2 separate regions of the Anser cygnoides genome follow, and region 1 is linked to region 2. A link is a contact called in public Hi-C data. All regions are on one chromosome and are shown on one strand. The core of a region is the stretch at or near the end of the contact, and the rest is flanking DNA. Distances in the headings are between cores, read along the strand shown.

The links. A called contact is a pair of places that touch in the nucleus more often than the background predicts.
Region 1: a contact with region 2 is called in a Hi-C map of liver, with 5 times the contacts expected there. The contact joins the promoter of PIPOX here to the enhancer-like site in region 2. A contact is called at or near these places in 2 of 7 Hi-C or Micro-C datasets (both in liver).

The regions. Positions count from the first base shown.
Region 1 is chr18:8,124,102-8,126,801 of Taihu_goose_T2T_genome, reverse strand. It overlaps PIPOX (pipecolic acid and sarcosine oxidase), which reads right to left and starts at 1,368. Exons shown (of 8, transcript XM_048068042.2): 1 at 1,050-1,368; 2 at 410-558; 3 at 1-185. The coding sequence starts at 1,175.
Region 2 is chr18:8,080,002-8,082,746 of Taihu_goose_T2T_genome, reverse strand. It overlaps PHF12 (PHD finger protein 12), which reads left to right. Exons shown (of 15, transcript XM_066979904.1): 11 at 1,358-1,501. Among named protein-coding and RNA genes, the nearest start is that of FLOT2, 5.9 kb to the right of the region's middle. Within about 2 kb of position 1,411, at least 1 of the 3 cell types and tissues checked has open chromatin away from gene starts, as enhancers often do. A contact at or near this core is called in liver, where this site is marked.

The DNA of each region.
Region 1 (2,700 bases), core at 119-2,618, 44 kb before region 2:
CCCGGTCCGCCCGGAGCACCCCGCCGCTGCCATCCCACAGGGCCACATCCCCGGCACGGGGCCGGAGGCCGGGGAAGCGCCGTGCCAGCGCCGCGGTGTCGAGGGTGTCACCGGGCCCCATGCTGCGCCGGCAGCCCTCCAGCTCCGGGTCGCCCACCGGCCCCAGCACCACCAGCCCCGTCTGCCTGCGTCCCCACCACCACGGTGACATTGGGGTGACATTGGGGACAATGGATGGCACCGTTAGCCGCTTATTTCCTTAATGGCTCCTCCTTTAGGGAGCCCCATAAATTAGCCGGAGCCGCAGGCTGCCTCCCCACCCAGCGCTGCAGCCCCTCGCCACCCCCAGCCCGGTTCCCCGGGGAGGGGACAGTGCCCGGCGCGGGGGCTCGGTCCTCGTCCCCGTCACCTGTAGAGGCTGGTGCCGGCCTCGGCCTCCAGCCTCTGCCAGAGGTGGAAGCTGTCGGGCATCATGCGGGCGTAGTGCGCCTGCGGGTAGGCGCTGCGGGTGATGCGGCTCTGCCCGTGCGAGCTGCCCCGCGAGTGGGGCAGGACGAACTGTGGGGCACGGGGACATCGGGGTGACCACGGCTGAAGGGTGTCCCCGAGCCCCAGTGGGTAGCTGGGTACGCAGCCCACCCTGAGGAACACTGCTCTGGGAAACAGCAGGGCTGGGGGGGGCGGCACTGGGGACACGGGGGGCCTGGCACTGGGGATATGGGGGTCATGGCACTGGGGATATGGGGGTCCTGGCACTGGGGACACTGGGGGCCTGTTACTGGGGACACTTGGGGGCCTGTTACTGGGGAAACAGGGGTTCTGGCACTGGGGATATGGGGGTCCTGGTACTGGGGACACAGGGGTCCTGGCACTGGGGACATCAGGGTCCTGGTACTGGGGACACAGGGGTCCTGCCACCAGGGCACCTGGGCTCTGTGCCATGTGCATGGCATGGGGCCAGGCACAGTGCAGCCAGGTCCCTGTCCCCGTGCAGCGGATCTGGGGACACGGCGGGGCTGGGGACGTGGTGGGGCTGGGGACGCCGGTACCTGCTCCAGCAGGAGTGTGTCCCTGTGACGCTGCGCCAGGTGGTAGGCGGCGAAGGAGCCCTGGATGCCAGCCCCGATGACGATGGCGTCATAGGACGCCTGGCGGGGCTGGCTCCGGGCAGCCATGTCCGTCCTCGTCCCCGTCCCTGTCCCCGTCCCCGTTCCCCTCGCGCAGCCAGGAGCTGAGCCAAGGGGAGGGACGGGGCAGAGTCCGGCCGGGTGGAGCTGGCGGCGGAGCCTTGGCCACCCTCCAGCCCCCGTGCCTGCAGCGGGAGCACGTGGGGACACGCTGGGGCCAGATCCTGCCTCTCCCCGTCCTCAGAGCCCCCCCATTCCCCACCGACACCAGCACAGCCCCCTGCCCCCCATGCCACCCCTACACCACTGCCACCCTGCTGCCACCCGGTGACACCGCAGGCACCCGTCACCCCCTGCCAGACCTGCACCCAAGGGTGCTGCGGGGTGCCCCGGCAGCAGCCAGGAGAGACCGGAGCGAGCGGGCGGCATAAACGCAATGGAAAATTGTTTTCCATAAGCCCCCCGCTCCCTCCCCACTGGTTCGTGCCTGCTCTCGGGACGAGGGGCTGGCCGTAGCCCTCCCGCGCGCCCAGGGGCCGTTTGTGTGCAGATTGCAGACCGCGCCGTTTGTTCCAGGGGAAACATTTTTTTTTCCTCCGGCGCAATTTATTATATCCATAAACTACTGGGTTGCCATCCTCGTGGTGTTTTTTTTCTCCCCCTCTGCCAGCAGATAGCAGTGATTTAGGGCCCGCCGGGCGGTGGGTACGCGGCCAGGCACCCGCATCGCCCCGCTGGCCGCGGTGCGTTTTGCAAGCGTGCAGATTTGGGGTGCGATTTGGGATGTGGGGACACACGGGGGGGCATCGTGGGGGGAGGGATAACGCAGGCAGGGGCTGTGCTGTGCCCCCCCAGCTTGTGCTGCCTGCCTGCTAACCCGGGGAATTAATTTACTCCGTCTCCCATGGTATAAAAGGCATTATTTACCAGCTAGCTGTCATTATTAGGAAATGTTAAATGCCGCTATCTATTTTGCTGCCTGCCCGCTCACCACTGGTGAGCACACGGCGGGCTCAGCACCATGGTGGGCTCAGCACCACGCGGGTGCCCGGGGCTGTGCGCAGCACGGGGCCCCATTACGGCGGCGCCACCGCCCTCGCCTTTGATGCTGCGAATAAATTCACCAATTTCCCAGGGTTTCAGCTCGCTTTTCCGCCGGCACCCAGCCTTTGAACAGCCCATACCTGCTTCTGCTTTTCGCTGGGAACATGAAGAATAATTAATTATCCATGAAATGTTAAATGGCAAAAATGAACTCCTCTCCCACTAACGGCGCGTTAATGGATCGCGCTGGAAAAGCCCGGGGAGGCCACCACGGCCGTGGGGACAGCCGGGGACACCCGCCAGGGCACGGCTGTCCCCTCCAGGTGGGACCCTCGGTGGGGCAGGCTCCAGCCGTTGCTTTCCTTGCATGGCCGAGCACAACCAGGTCTTCAGGGGATGTCTGTACCCCGAAACAGCCACATCTTGCCACGCTTCTGGGGACCCCCCTGCACCTCCAGCCTCAGTCCTGCGCCGGTGCCGGCTCTGCGGCAGCAAAACGTGGCTGGAGAGGGCAGAGCGTGCCTTTCCG
Region 2 (2,745 bases), core at 162-2,661:
TGCTAGCCCTGCCTGTTTGCTTCCCGAGCGTCCAGGCTCTGCTTCAGGAGAAGCTCCGAGATGAAAGGGTTGCAGTCAGGTGAGGGAGGGGCTGGATATACCTTTCCTTAAATACCACGCGCTTCCCTGCTCGTAGTGTTGCCAAGGCAGCGAGGCCGATGAAGTGTTTCTGCCTGAAGCTTTTCTGGGGAACAATCACCACGGGCTGCTTTCCAGGTGGGATCCGCATGCAGAAACCTGCAGCCCTGCCGTGCCGTGGTGCTGCCTGCGCCCCACAGGGGTTCCTGATCACAGAATCACAGAATTGTAGGGGTTGGAAGGGACCTCGAAAGATCATCGGGTCCAAGCCCCTGTGCGCAGGAAGCCCACAGCTCCCCATCTTGCAGTCGAGCAGTCACCCGGGTCGTGAGGCTTTACTGGCTCCGTTAATTTTCCGATTGATTTTTGGTTCTGTCAGTCTTCTCCTAGACTGGCATAATGGTTTTTTTATTTTCCTTTTGTTGCACTTGGCGAGAAATGCCAAGTCTTAGCGGAGCGACTCGAGGAGGAGGAGATTGGTACCCAGCACAGTGCGGCAGGCTGTCGCCAGCGCCTGCTTCTGAACAAGAGCCTTTCTGGCGTGGTCACCCTCTTTTCTTGGGTGAACCCCGACTGCTCCCCTCGGCCGGGCTGCCTCTGTGCTCTCGGGAAAGGCCGTTGTGGCTCTGCTTCTTCTGCCTGCTGTTCGAACTGGTGCTGACGTGAAGAAGAGGTCGGCCAGCCTGCTTTTGCTACCAGAAGGCAGATCTCCGTGGGGCTTCACAAACAGGAACGCTTCGCAGCTATCAGCAGCAGATCTGCCTTAAAGCTGGTTAAAAGTCTTGTCTGAATTACCTTGTTTTGGTTAATTGACCCCGCTCTGAAAGCGCGTGACTCAAGAAGGAGCGTGTAGCTGCTTCGAAGTGGTTACTGCTTTCCTCTGCAGCACAGGGTCAGCCTTTGTGGCTAGGAAATGAAGCTTCCCGAGAAGGACCCAAGCTGCTGCCAAAAGGGGCAATGTCCACCTCCGCAGACTCGTTGATTCTGAGCTGAAACAGCAGATTTTCAGTTTATCAGTCCTCGTTGCCCTGAACTTGTGCTTGCTGCCTGAATTGCAGCTTTCTAGCCGGAGCTGACGCTCTCTTCACGTGCTGCTCACGTGAGATGCTGGTACGAAGGCACAGACCGCCTGTACGTGACGTTCTTGTGTTGCAGGATTTGGCAGCCTTTGCTGGTGAAGCAAATGGCAAGCTTGGAAACGGGACGGTTAAATCCACCGCGGCTCAGATGGCACCCTGTCTGTGAATAACTTGACTAATTGCTTTCTGTTTATTAACAGAGATTGAGATAAATATGCTGGATGAGCAGCTGATCAAGTTTCTGGCCTTGCAGAGAATACATCAGCTTTTCCCTTCCAAAGCTCAGTCTCTGGCAAGCAGTGTCAGTGCCCATCAGCAATCTCCTGTGGCAAACCACATTGAAGGTAAGAGCAGCCCTAGAACAGTCGGTTTGGGTTGAGCCGTAGCTTTCTGGCATTCCCTTGCCTGTTCGTTGAAGATCTTCCCTCTTCTTTTGGTATCTGGCTGGTGCCGCCTCTCAGGCTGCTTTCCCTGCATTTCCTGCTCTGGCTATCCACTGGCCAGAAGTTCCTACAGGTCCCTCTGTGTAATTTTTTTATTTTTTATTTTTTTACAAATTATAGCAATAAAAACAATCTCCACGGACCTGAGTTTGGCATTAGCTTTGTTTATGGTCACTTGGTTTACAGTGTGGGCATTACTAACACCTAAATCTGGACAGGGATCGTGTCTTCCTGTTCCTCTGCATGCAGTCAGTTTAATCTGCTCTCAAGCACTAACCGGCCAGCCTTGGTGCAGGAGCAGTTGCCTGCTCCCCCTTTGCTATGGGCCTGGGGCTGAGTATCCAAGATAAGGTCTTGGGAAGCCTGCTGGTATCAGTAACCTTCTTCTGAAACTCTGCGCTTGCCTGCTGTAGCATCGCAGCATTCTCTAAACGCTTTGTCAGTCTTTTTGAAGGCTGCTGTAGGGCGCAGCACCAGGCTGTGATTCGAGCTGCTTTCCTGTGCTGCCCTGGAAATTCTTGCAGCCTGCCTCCCAAAAGGCAGCTTGGTGCTGTCTTAACCCCTGGCCCTTTCCGGACAGGATGATGCATCCAGCTGACTGTTTGGCGTTGCTGATGAAATAAAAATTAGATCTAAAACCTCTAGTGAGCCCTGTTGAGTCAGCAGAGCCGGGCAGCTGAAAGGGCTCGTGCAGGGCAGCCGTGCAGAGATGGGAGGCTGCGTGTTTCAGCTGTACTAAGCTCTGCACGTCCAACACCACTGTTCTTGACATAGGTGACTCTGCGAACAATCTCTTGTAATCCTCATGTTCTGGTTTTTGATACCGCGCTCTTGCTGCAAAACTACCACCCAGATGTGCGATCAGGAGAGGCTCTGCGTGCGTAAGGGGCTTATCTCCAAAAGGCAGCTGCCGAAATCCTGGCAGGCCTGTGGGGTCGGGAGCGTGATCTCTCTTCTACAGAAGACGATTTTCTGCCCAGTTAACAGGGGCGTGGGAGAAGGTGTGATTTGAACTTCGCTGCCAGGGAGCTGCTCTGGAGACTCGGTCCTGGACCCTGCTCAACCCGTGTGGTTTTCCTGCAGCTTTGCTGGAAGGGGGAAATCTCAGCTGTTCAGTTGGGGATGTTCACCAGCACCAATATTTT